2 separate regions of the Mus musculus genome follow, and region 1 is linked to region 2. The links are chromatin contacts, called in public promoter capture Hi-C maps. All regions are on one chromosome and are shown on one strand. Each heading gives the region's core, a stretch centred on a gene start, on an enhancer-like site or on the middle of the called end of the contact. The rest is flanking DNA. Distances are from core to core; before and after follow the strand shown.

Region 1 (6,357 bases), core at 69-2,568, 39 kb before region 2:
AACAATAGTTCTCAACTTTTAGGTTGCATGTCAGGTATTTACATTACAATTCATAACAGTAGCAAAATTATAGTTATGAAGTACCAAAGAAATAATTTTGTGATTAGGGGTCACTACAACATGAGCAACTGTGTTCAAGGGTCGCAGGCAGCATTAGGAAGACTGAGAATCACTCGTGCAGAGCATAAAATCACAATGCTTCTTATCTTGTTGAGAGCTTTAATACGGAGAGAGCCCAGTTGGGAGTTTGGAAGCGATTTGTGTGCTGTAATTATTAGAATAACATGGTTCAGAATTCTGTGGAGTTAGTCTGATTTCCACTGTTAATATACTGATACTCTTTTCCTGTACACTCTCATCTGGTAGTTGGGATTTTATTTATATTGTTTTGTATCCCATTTTCCATTCACATATGATACTTTGCATGTTAGTCCTGCCTTATATTTCTACTAGTATTCATTGTCGTATACTTGCTATTGTTTTGATCATAATATCCTACTATAAAGATTAGGCCTTTTTTTTTTTAAGTTCTAAATGGAACTCTGCTAGGTACACTTTGTCATGTTGGGTTTTTCCCTTGATACATCGAGAAACACTGATTTGAATTTAATACTGAAAATTTGGTGCACAGTAATTAGAAAGCAAAGCAAGCTTTAAATGGACATCGATATCATATATATTTTAAATTCATTGTATGTGAGTACCACTGAGGCCAGAAGAGGGCATTGGGAGCCCTGAAGCTGGAGTAACAGCTGGGTTGAGCCATCCAGAGCTGGTGCTGGAATTCAAACTCTAGGCTTCTGCAAGAGTGGTAAGTGCTGCTGAGCACTGAGCCATCTTTCCAGCCCTAATATTATATAATTTATATTAAAATGAAACACCTCACCAATTCATAACAGAAAATAAAAGTCATTTTACCTCTTTTATTTGAAGTTTATTTGAAGAGTCAGGATTTCTTGGACCTGTTTCTGAATTATTTTAATTTCTAACAGACCAGCCAAGAAAACTGGTAATTTCATGACTATCAAATGAAAAATTGAGTCTTTTTTTTTCAAGGAGGAAATTCTGGAATCCCAACTAGGAAGTATTTAATATTGAATTTCCAGTAATGAGTATGGACTATAAATCAAACCCAGATATTTTTAAACTGTACAGGGAACTGATGGATCATGAACTGAGCATTTCCGAGGGCTTGTAGATTTCTAGAAACGTTTCCTTTTGTGTAGAGCCAAACCCTAGAGTACATGGGATGCCACACCTAAAGGCGGACACCGCAGACCAGCCCAAGACAGGGAAGGGCTGGAGAACGGAGGGCCTGTGCCTAGCCATTGGCTCCAAAGAGAGCAGGCTCAGTCCTGCGCTCCTGCGTGGCGCATTTGCAGTCCAGCTCCACACCTTAGTGGGGTCCCTACAGCAAGGGTGACCATGAACCCTGAGAGTGCCCAGGGCCACGGAGCGAGGGCTCCGATGCTCCAGGCAGCCAGGGGCCTAAAGGCCAACCTGAGGGATGTAGCCACCAGACCCTGGAGGAGCCTGGCCAGGATGCCGAAGCCGGAGGTGCAGGACCCGGAGACAGCAGCTGCAGGACATGAGGGCTGTGAGTCCTGGGATGAGGTGTGATGGGCAGAGGGTGGGCTCAGGCCAAGAAACTAGAGGGACACTCACTGAAGCCTGGAAGGATACAGGTACCTGGCAACCCTCAGGATGTTCTCTAATGCTGCCCCTCGCCCCCTTACTGGCTGGTTTTTAGCTTTGAAGTTGTCACCACTGAGTGTTGATCCACACCCTATACTCTGGATGGGAGGGTCGTTTTTTTCTAAGCGGAGGAGGAGATTGTTTAAAGAAATGAGTAAGCCCTTGTCCAGATAAGGAAAGAATTCCTTGTGCCTTTGTCTTAAATCACGGTTTGCGCGCAGATTTATTTGTGTGACTTCAAGTCACTTAACCTTGTTGGGTTTAGGTTTCTAAAGCTTGGGGAATAGATCAGCTATGCCTCGGGAATAATAACACAAATTGAGCGAGGCTACACAGAGGAAGTCTTCAGGAGCGGAAAATAAAGGACTCGTGTATCTTCAGGGCACACTATGGGCTCGCGTAGGTGAACTCTTTCCTGAAGCCCCGGCCTTGGCAACTGTGTATCGTTTCCTTAATATAATGTGCAGTTACTTAGTTTCTTCCAGGACTATGTTCTAGGGCCTAGTACTTTCAAGAGATGTTTCAGGAGGACAAGGCAGCTCCTGGGTTTGTGGGGCTCGATTTCTGTTGTGGAGGAGGCTGACGGATCATGAACAAGGAAGTTACAGGGGTGACAATTTTAGGGAAAGGCCACCAAGTAAAGTGACCTGGGTGGCACCAGGGCACAGGAGGACTTTAGGTCAGGAGACAAGAGCATGTTTGGGCAGGCACTCAAATGAGAGGAAACAACCAGCCACGGGAGGTTCAGGTAGAAACTGAGACAAGCAAGAGTCAAGCGGATGCAGACGTGGAGTCCCTAAGATTAAAATGGCGAGAAGGCCCAGCCATTGAGGGTCGTGGTGAATGAAGCTGAGAGCTACTGAGACTGGAGAGGGTTAGACTTCAGATGGTGAATGTCTTCTAAGGGTTGAAAGCTCCACACTAGCTAAATCTTTTAGTGAGTGGGGTTAGTGATGTGTTTATAAAAAGATAAAGGAAAAGGGGGAATATGTCCTATGGAGGTGTGGTGAGGTATGGGGAAAGGGGATGTCTCAGCGGGTCCGTGCCAAGGCATCCCTTCCCCCTGAGGGACCAGGATGGTATAGTATAGAATAGAGTTTATTCAGGGCATGGGGAGGGGAGTTAAGAGGGTAGTAGAGGCAGAGAAAGGCGCGGGGGTGGGGGTGGGGGGGGTGGATAGAGGAGTAGAGGCCAGTCATGAGCATGTGGAGAGATGGGGGGGGGGGGGAATGGGGAGAGAGGCAGGAAGGGGTGAAGGGACAGAGAGGGAGCAAGAAGGCTAAAGAACAAGAGAACAAGAGATCAAGAGAGGGAGGAGGGGGCAAGCAGCCCCTTTTATAGTGGGTCAGACCTACCTGACTGTTGTCAGGTAACTGTGAGGAGGAACATACCTAGCTGTTGCCAGGTAACTGTGGGGTGGAGCTTAGAATGCTTACAGTTAGTGGAAGGAAGTTTTCATATTACTGAGAGACGACCTCAAAGAGGATTCCATGACAGATCCTATTCCTTTCTTCTAGCTTCTCCATACATATTCACTGTGCTCTCTTGTGCAACCACAGCCCAGCCACCCCACTCCCACCCCACCCCAAAAACCTGACCATGTGGCCATGGAATGAGACCTCCGAAAGCCAATTAGCCCTTTTCTCATTCTTTATCAGTTGTCTCGGGCATTTTGCTAACACTGGATAGTAGCTAGAACAAGCCCAGTCCCCCTAAGAAAGAAACATTTAAGAAACAAACTTGATATTGTATTTGTCTCAATTTCAGGCATTTAGATCAATGTGCATTGGTATGGCATTGGCAGTCTTAATTTGTGTTTGCCTCATGGTAGTGGTAACATTTTATCACTTTGGTCCCTCTTGTTCTCTTGAAGTCTTTTCTCTGTATTTAAATTGGGTTGTTGAACTTTGAGAGCTAAGTATTCTGGGCGTATTTCATTTGCCAGAAATATTCACAACCTCCATAACCTGCTCTGCAGCATATTTTGATCCTCGATGGTACTTCCCATAAGAGTGCAAGCTTTACATTTTGATGAAATACAGTTTATGAACTTCTTTTCATTTGCAGCCATACTGTTGTTGTGCATGTTAGAAATCTTGTTGGGGAAAAAAAAAAAAAAAAAAAAAAGCCGGGTGTAGTGGTGCACGCCTTTAATCCAGCGCTCAGGAGGCAGAGGCAGGTGGATTTCTGAGTTCGAGGCCAGCCTGGTCTACAAAGTGAGGTCCAGGACAGCCAGGGCTTTACAGAGAAACCCTGTCTCGAAAAACCAAAAAAAAAAAAAAAAAAAAAAAAAACCCCAAAAACCAAAACAAAACAAAAAAAATCTTGTTGAACCACAAACTATGAAAAATTTCTCATTTATTTTCTCCTAAAAGTTATAGTTTTGTGCTCTTCATTTACATAGATAGTCCATTTGTATATAAGATATAAAGTTTATATCAGGCTTCAATATGGTGCCCAAATATTTAAATACCATTTGTTGAAATAATTATCTACTCTCTGTTGTCAAAACTTACAAACATTTGTCAAAAAATAGCTGATATTTGTGAGTGCTTATTTTTAGGCTGTATATTTTATTCGGTCGGCGTATAGATCGTTAAACACCCTACTAATGTGATTTTGCACATAACTGTAAGGTTATTATACACTAAAATTAAGTCATGTGACTCTTCCAACATTGCTTCTCTTTTTCAAAATTGGCTTGGTCTCTCAAAATTGTCTTTGCCTTTATATATTTTTAATGAACTTGTTAATAGCTACACTATTGGAGGGGGTGGTTCGTTCTGGTGCTTTGATGGGGAATCTGCACGAGAACACTAAAGATCCTGTTCCCCAACTGGCTCTTGATTGATCACTAAAGATGCTATCAGCCAATGAGCTGGGCAGAATAGGTGAGACTTGCAGTTTCCTGCGTACATGCTAGAAGACACAGGAGAGGAAAAAGGTTTTGCTATGCTTCAGAGGGACCACCAGCTACCAGCCATGTGAGATCTAGTGTGGATTGGTCATTGGTTGCTTCCCTTACTGGGCCTGGGGTAGCAGGCAGGAGGTCAGAGAGGAAACTAAGGGCAGATTTAGGGGTTGAGCTGGAACTAAAGGTAACTGAGCAACTGAGCTGAGAGTGGAGAGGAGAACAGGATAGCCAAGAGAGACTTAGAAGAGTCCAGCCATTGAGCTAAGACATACAAAAATAAGTTAATGCGTGTGTGTGTCTTTTATCCCTGGATCCATGGGAACCTAGGCAGGGCTGGGAGTGCAGTCTGCCCAGAGATTAATAGGAACTACATGCTACAAATATGTTTGTGTGACATCTCATTGAAATTGCATTAAATCATTAGACAAATTTTGGAACAGTCAACAGCTTATGATCTTCACTCTATATCAGAAACTTACTGTATCTTCCCATGATTTAGTCTTTGAGATCTTTCAACAGTTGTCTTTTTTTTTAAGATTTAGTTTATTATTTTATGCAGTTGAGTGTTTTGCGTGACTGTATGTATGTGCACTGTTGTTTGTGCCTCCTGTGCTTGAAGGTCAGAAGAGGGCTTGGGAGCTACTGGGACTGGAGTTATAGACGGTTGCAAGGTGCCATGTAAATGCTGGGATTGGAACCCAGGTCCTTTGCAAGAACAGCAAGTGCTCTTAACCTCTGAGCCAGCTCTCCACCCATTAGTTTTTTTTGGTACAGAGAAACTGTGTATATTTTGTTGCCTTTATATGTGAGTATTTTTGGATTCTGATCAGTTGTAAATAGTGCTTTGTAAATTTTAGTTTCCACTTGCCAATAAGTAGAAATAGGAATGATAGTTACATGCTGATCTTGTATTCAGAAAACTTGCTAAACCTATTTGCTGGTTCTAGAGCTGCACTGTGCATTGCTTGAGATTTTATATGTAAATAACCAGGTGATCTGAACCTAGAGCAGACCGTTGTTTTATCTGTGTATCTTTTCACTTACTGTACTAACTATAACTTTCAGCACTACATGTAAACGAAGAGGTAACAGTGGAAATCTCTTGTTATTCTTGATCTTAGGAACAAAAGAAGTGGAGATTTTAAAGACTAAGTATAATGTTGGTTGTCAGGGTTTTTTTTTTTTTTTTTTTTTTTTTGTGGATGCCCTTTCAAAATGAGGAAATTCTCTATTTGCAGTTAACCAAGGGAGGTATTTTTTTTTCTTTTGGGAAGTGGGTAGAAAGTTGTTTGTTCTTTGTTTTCATTTCTTTTATAAATGTATTTTACTTATACATTTATAAAGTGTGTAGGTATGCGTGTGTGCGCACATGTGTGTGCACATGCATGTGTGCAGGTGTGTGTGTGTGTGTTGAATATATAATGTGACGGTAGCACATGCATGCTACAGTGTGCATGTGGAGCTAAGGGGACAGCTTTGTGGAGTTCGTTCTCTTCTCCTAAGAGGAACCAAACCCAGATCCTCTACAAGAACAATAGTGCCTGTCACTGCTGAGCAATCTTTCCAGCCCTCCTCTTTTCCTTTGCATTCAGTTCAAAATATTTTGTCAAATGTCTGCTGTTGTTTCTTAACCTCAATTTTGATTTCATCTCCCATGCCTAGGATTATCTCTCGAGAACCCTCTTCCTCCCTTGAAGCTTGTCTTTATTAGTTAATAAAGTCAACCAGGTTTGTGTGTGTGTGAGTTT
Region 2 (6,271 bases), core at 3,040-5,539:
AGCAGAGCACAGTTTTGAGCTGAGTGCCACTTAGCTCAGGCACTAAGTGAAGATGCGTAGGCCCCAGAGAGTGGCAAGGGGCAGTAGGAGTGACTGAGAGTTACAAAAGGAGTCGGGCAAAAGGACCAAAAAGCAATGCCTTGCATAGGTGGAATTCCTGCCAAGCCTTGAAGCCATTCCTGGGAGAGCCTGGAACAAAGGCAGGAGCCAGATACCACTGAGGGCATTTGTGGGTTTTGTTTTTTGTTTGTTTGTTTTTGTTTTCTTTTTAGGCCAATGCCACTCACCTATTTTAACTCAAGGAAAGGATTTGCTGGGGACCACAGTGGTAAACTTGAGTCTGGAAGCAGGGATGTAACTCACCTGTACCTGAGTCATAGTGTCTCAGTGTCTTAGGTTAGGCTCCTGTGGTAATGACGACGACGACGAACAACAACCACAAACGGCAAAGCTGGGTGATTTAAGCAGCAAGCATTTATTTCTCCTAGTTGGAGACTGGAAACAGCCTGGGTACTAGCAGGGTCAGGGACTGGTGAGGACACTTCACCAGCTTTCCTGGAAGCCATTTGTTGGGTCTTCCCATGGCTTAAAGAGGGGCAGATCGCCCACAGTGGTTTCTCCTCCACCTCTCATCACATCAGGATGAGGAGTTTTGGAGACCCAGTCAGGCCGTATCACATGGCAATAGAGGACACTTCAAAATGATAGGCTTTAGCTTGATCAGAAATACGTTGGATTCCTTTCTTTAAATAATTGTACCAAATCACCAACCGCATGCGGACAGTAACGGGATCCCCTCCCCTCCCCCATCTGTTCACTGCAGCTCAATGTCAGTGCCTTGCAGACAGCGACCCGGAACGGCCACACAGCCCTTGTCAACTTTCTTCTCGGTGAGAATGCTGATTTGCAGCAGCAGAAGGAAGTGAGTCCAGTCAATACGGGATTGGGTGCGGGGGGGGGGGGGGGGGGGGCGGGCTGTAAGGCTGGATGTTCAAGTGCTCCAGGCAGAGACACGCTGGAGATGAGATATTTCACAAGGAAAGGCTTCTTTTAGGGGGAACATTGGCTTTTTTTGTTTTTAATCTTAATCATGAGAAATAAAGTCCAAGGGGTAAATTTTCCCTGCACAAAACAAAATCTTTGTTTTTAAAAGAGTCAGATAGGCTGCAGTAAGTCTCAGGTGTCTGGAGGTGCCTTGACTCCTGTAGAAATCTCATCTGTCTGGGAAATTCCGGCTTCCTCTGCGGCTGCCGCCACTTCGGGATGTTAAGAAAATGGACCATTGCCCCATCTCAGAATGATCTTGTGGTTTATTTCAAAGTCAATCCCTTATTACTGACTGAGGTTTTTCTGAAGTTTCGACTGACTTTGGCAGAACAAACACAGGCGCTCTGTGCTGGAATCCGACAAGAAAAATCCCTCTATCTATCTCCCACTCTATTTTCCTCTCTTCTGTGAATATTATTTCCTCTGGCTGTGCCAAGCCATTTCTATTTATGGCACCGACTTGAAAGGAGGGATATGACCTGAGCCATGCCTGATAAGTTTTTAGAGCATGGACTTAGAGGGATTGGCTCTGTGTTTACCTAGCTCAGGCCAAGGAGGTTTCTTCATCCCCGGGAGAAGCTGGGCCCCAGCAAGGCGGGTGGCCCTGGCCAGACCTCCGACCCCTTGGAGATGAAGGATGCTGTGTCTTTGCTCTTGCTTTGTGCTTGGTGGGAGAAGCTGATTTCCAAGCAGAGCAGAGCTTCTCAGCTTCTTAGCTCTCAGGTTACCCCCACAGATGCTCACAGTGCCTCCTTATCCCCTGGCTCCCTGCCAGACGGCCTCTCACTCAGCCATATCATACAGCCTTTCCTGCCCCTCATCTCCAGTCTATTCTGCAAATGGAGAGAACTGGGAAGTCTGTGCTCAGGCCCTGTCTTTGCCTCTTCCCTGTTATTAACAGAGTTACTGATCTGTTTGTGTATAAAGTCGGGGATATAAGGCCCAGCTCCTAGGGTTCCCATGGATGACTTATTTAACCTTCTGTTGTTTTCTGCTTGGTTTTGAGCCAGAGTTTCACTGTGTAGTCTAAGCTAGCCTGACATTCCCTATGGAGCCTTGACTGGCCTGGCACTTGAGATCTTCTCTCCTCTCTCTGTCTTGAGAGTGCGGGGATTGCAGGCCTGGGCTACTTCACCTGCTTAGCCTAATGCTTGTTTGTTTTTGGTTTTGTTTTAAGATAAGGTTTCTCTGTGTAGCTCTGGCTGTCCTGGAACTCTTAAAGATGAGGGTGGCCTTGAACTTAGAGATTTGCCTACCTCTGTCTCCTAAGCACTGGGATCAAAGGTGTGTGTCACCCCCCCAGGGTAAATGTGGGGTGCTGAGTGTTTAGTTAGTACCACATGAGGCTTCGTGGAGTGGGCTTGATGCTTATTCCCGACGGACGTTGTCTCTGCACTGGAGTGGAGCTGTAGGCTATCCCAACCAGCTTCCTTTACATGCATCCTTCCTCTCTACTCTGTCCCCAGAAACTCAGGCCAGCACTCACCCCTGTCTGCTCGCCCCTCCTACCTACTCCCGTCCTCAACTTCCTGACTCTCCCCTACTCATTTGCCCCTCTCCCTTAGTACATTGCTTCTTCCTCAGTCCTGAGTTGCCTTCTTTCCTCCCAGAGAGCTCCACAAGCCAGTGTGACTGGGTGGAGGTGAGATGGCAGGGACGTTTGAGACAGAGTATGGTGATGGACTGTGTCTGATGGTCTGAGATAGAGAGGGGAGGGTGGGAAGAAGGGGGAGGGATCAGGAGGTCCAGGTGGGGTGAGGGGATGAAGGAGCAGGCTGTTGAGACTAGTCACAGCCCACCATGGGTAGACTCCGCAGAGGAGCCCCGAGGCCCACGTAAGCAGGGACACCGCCCTGCCATGGATCTAGGGAACTTCCTGCAGCTCACATCTGTTCAGGAAATGCCGTGTATACATTTCCTCCTCTGTGGCCACTCCTTTTGTCCTTTGGCTCTCTGAAGGCTTCGAGAAGTCCTCAGTTGAGCCTTCTTAACACGTCCTTATCTGTGTTTGAGCTCAGCTGTCATTTCTTCAAGGAAGCCTTTTCTAGCTTCCAGAAGGGTTGGTCCTCCCTCGACGTACATGCCACCCCAGCACCGTTGACGTTTCCTCTAAATCACTTAAACTTTGAAACTAAATAGCTGTGTCACTTCGTTAAAAAGATAAATCTTTAGGCCCTGAAGAGCCTGGCCCTTAGTAGGTGCTTGTTGTGTCTGCCCAGAGTGACAGGCAGCCTGCAGATGGTGGTGACTGGTCAGGGCTTCCTGTGGATCTGACACTGGGTGGACTGTTGTAACTCTCAGAGATCAGGGATTTGAATGCTGAAGCTTGGTGCTTTTCTTTCTGCAGTCTAAGGAGCCCCCTCTTCACCTAGCAGTTATCAACAACCGCCCCGCAGTCGTGAACAGCTTACTAAGTGCTCGGCATGATGTTGATGTCTTAGATCAGGTAAGCAGGCTGGACACACTGTTCTCTTGTGTTTCAACATGAAATTTCCAGGTTTCAACACAACGTGTCAGCAGGAAGTTCTCTTAGGTTCAAGGTGCCTAAAACCATTCTTGGGATGAACATGTGACTCTTCTTCATTCGTTCTGTAACCTCTCTGCTGTCCCCACACTGCTGCTTTTTGCAGAGGCAAAGCTGGGATTCTGGGTGTATGTAATAAAGTTGTTCCTTTTTAATAGGCATAGTTAGGGCTTCTGATAAACAATGACAAAGCAAATTGCCAGAAGTTCTTTAAATCAAAAGCCACTCCTGCAATGTGAAATGTTGTCCTTGGCCTGAAGCTGGTCCCCATAAGAAGGAAGCTTTGTTTCCACATTAAGTATCTTCCTATGCTAGAAGGTAAAAGAGACCTCTTAGAATTAAACAAACAAACAAAAAGTTCACCAGGTAGTCAGTGGACTGGGACAGAATCAAATACCCTGTAAAAGCCACCTGTCACCAATGGAGATGAACGGGCAGAGCAGCAAGCAGTAGGCAGTTGGCTGTTTCTGCCTCTGGGGCAGCCTCTTCTAGCTGCCTCTTCCAGGGATGCAGGCAGTGGGAAGCCTTGGGGGCTGGGGGTGGGGAGCCACAAGCAGCCTCTGAGTCGCTCTTTTCCAGGCCATCCCCACCTATGCCTTCTGGATTAGGGAAAGCCTTGTGCAAGAGCACTGCTGTCCCAACCTCCCCTATGGCCATTTCCTTACCTGTTGAAACAGCACAACTGGATCCCTTCAGGTTTTTTCCAGCTCCAGCCTCTTGGTTAATTTTTGACCTGGGCAAGGAGATTTACAGGCAGTCTGTCCCTCCCTCCTCCAGACAGCCTCCCTCTCTGTGTCGCACCAGCCCACAAGCTGGGAGCCTATCTCCCTGGTTATTAAAAGTATTTGCATATTCAAACTTAGTAATGATTCAAATCTTTTCTACACAGACTAAGCCTTGTGTTCATGTATGATTTTGGCTTCTCCAGAACTGGCTTGATCCATTCTTGATCCATGCCTGCCAATCAGTTACACAATTTGACCATATCAATTCAAACTTTTGTTACATCAGTAATATACATACAAAATAATGGAATTTATATATTTTTTTGCATAAAGTATATAAAATCAGGATATACAAAAATGGTTTTTAGAAAGTAAATGTTCATTTGACCCCACTGAAGAAGGGCGGCTTTTGTTGTGGTGTTTCCTGTGTTCTTGACTTAGAGTGGTATTGTCAAAGCATGCTTTTGTTGACACAGCACACTTGTGCCTGTGTCCTGTGCTGGTGTGTTTACCTCTCTGTAGGCTTGTTGGTTCCTGTGCTGGGTGAGGAGCCCTCAGAGAGGCACACACTGCCACCTGCTGGCGGCCTTTTCTACATGCTTTCTGATGGCAGCGTGGCTTTGCCTTTTTTGGTAGGAAGAGACCTCGCGCTTCAAGCTGTTGTGCAGCTCTTGACCCAGGGAAGGGGCTTCTCTGCCTGGTGAAGGAGTGGGTCTGGATCATATCAAAGCTCCTGTCTGTACAGATGTCGTCACATCACTCCTTTCTGTAGGAGGTCGGGGTGATGATCATAGGTTACACTTTGATCTTCTTGATAGAAAGCGGCGACTCCGCTAAGAAACTCAGTCTTTTAATTCTTAATACATAATAATGTAGAAAATGGGAGAAAGAGCGAAAAACGGCAATAAAGTAGACTTTAGTCTCCCCCATCTTTAATATAATTTTTAATAGTATCAATGTATTTTTTCTTGTTTTCCCTGAGTTTATAGATTAAGCTTAGCCAGATGTAGTGTCTCCTAAAGCTTATTTTTAAAATTGATTTGTTTTCATGTTATGTGTGTTGGGTGTTTTGCCTGCATGTTTGTCTGTGCAAGGGTGTGGGGGTCTCTGGAACTGGAGTTACAGTTGTGAGCTTGTGGGTGTTGGGAATTGAACCGGGATCCTTTGGGAGATCAGCTAGTGCTCTTAACTGCTGAGCCATCTCTCCAGATCCCTCCTAAAGCTTTTAATACTATGTCATAGTTTTTCCTTTTATCAAAATCTTTGAAGCCACTTTATTATAGTAAAATGCATATAACATTAGTTACCATTTAAACTATTTTTATGTGTACAGTTCTGTGACATCACAGAACTTCCCATTTCCCAGTCCCTAAGCCCTGGGAAATGCCGTCCTTCCTGTCTATGAATTTGACTGCTCTGGGTACCTTGCACTGAAAGGAACCTTTTGCGACAAGCTCTCATTACACTTCTCAGATGGGTCCCAAACTCCTAGGCTCAATAAGTCCTTCAGCCCCAGTCTCCTGTGCAGCTGGAACTACAGATCATGACCACACCTAGCTCCTGACTTGATTTAATAGTTGCCAAGCATTCCTATATACTTATATATAGTTTATATAATGTCTCATTACCAAACGTGTAACTAACTGTATGAGGTGGGGCATAGTAAAGAAAGTGCTGATGTGACCACTTCATTAGTGGGGGTATTGTGAATGTGTGTGTCTGTGTGTGTGTGTGTGTGTGTGTGTGTGAGAGAGAGAGAGAGAGAGAGAGAGAGAGAGAGAGAGAGAACATTCAGAAACGTCTGGAAGAATCTAGAGCAGAGAGAAAAGAAAACAGACTGGACATGGCCAGGGCCATCTGTGGGAGAGTGCGAGAGCATGCTGGGGGAGAATAGTGGACAGCCAGAGAGCAGAGAATAGCCAGAAACAGAGGACAGAGCACAGAGAGAACAAGGGGGTGGGGGTGGGGGTGGGGT

Evidence for each region. Promoter capture Hi-C pulls out the DNA fragments that hold promoters and counts their contacts.
Region 1: a contact with region 2 is called in a promoter capture Hi-C map of liver, with 2.1 times the contacts expected there. The contact joins the promoter of Ankdd1b here to the enhancer-like site in region 2. A contact is called at or near these places in 10 of 39 promoter capture datasets (the 3T3-L1 cell line, 3T3-L1-derived adipocytes, HPC-7-derived erythroid cells and 5 more), 19 of 484 Hi-C or Micro-C datasets (the AML12 cell line, the C3H10T1/2 cell line, the G1E-ER4 cell line and 13 more), 3 of 115 datasets of contacts at active chromatin or transcription factors (embryonic stem cells and extraembryonic endoderm stem cells) and 3 of 9 other capture datasets (adipose tissue, liver and pancreatic islet).

The regions. Positions count from the first base shown.
Region 1 is chr13:96,466,180-96,472,536 of GRCm38.p6, reverse strand. Ankdd1b (ankyrin repeat and death domain containing 1B) reads left to right here and starts at 1,318. Exons shown (of 15, transcript NM_001369169.1): 1 at 1,318-1,597. The coding sequence starts at 1,426.
Region 2 is chr13:96,430,524-96,436,794 of GRCm38.p6, reverse strand. It overlaps Ankdd1b (ankyrin repeat and death domain containing 1B), which reads left to right. Exons shown (of 15, transcript NM_001369169.1): 9 at 824-922; 10 at 3,395-3,493. Among named protein-coding and RNA genes, the nearest start is that of Ankdd1b, 38 kb to the left of the region's middle. Within about 2 kb of position 4,289, at least 68 of the 459 cell types and tissues checked have an H3K27ac peak or open chromatin away from gene starts, as enhancers often do. A contact at or near this core is called in the HPC-7 cell line, bone marrow-derived macrophages, extraembryonic endoderm stem cells and 2 more, where this site is marked.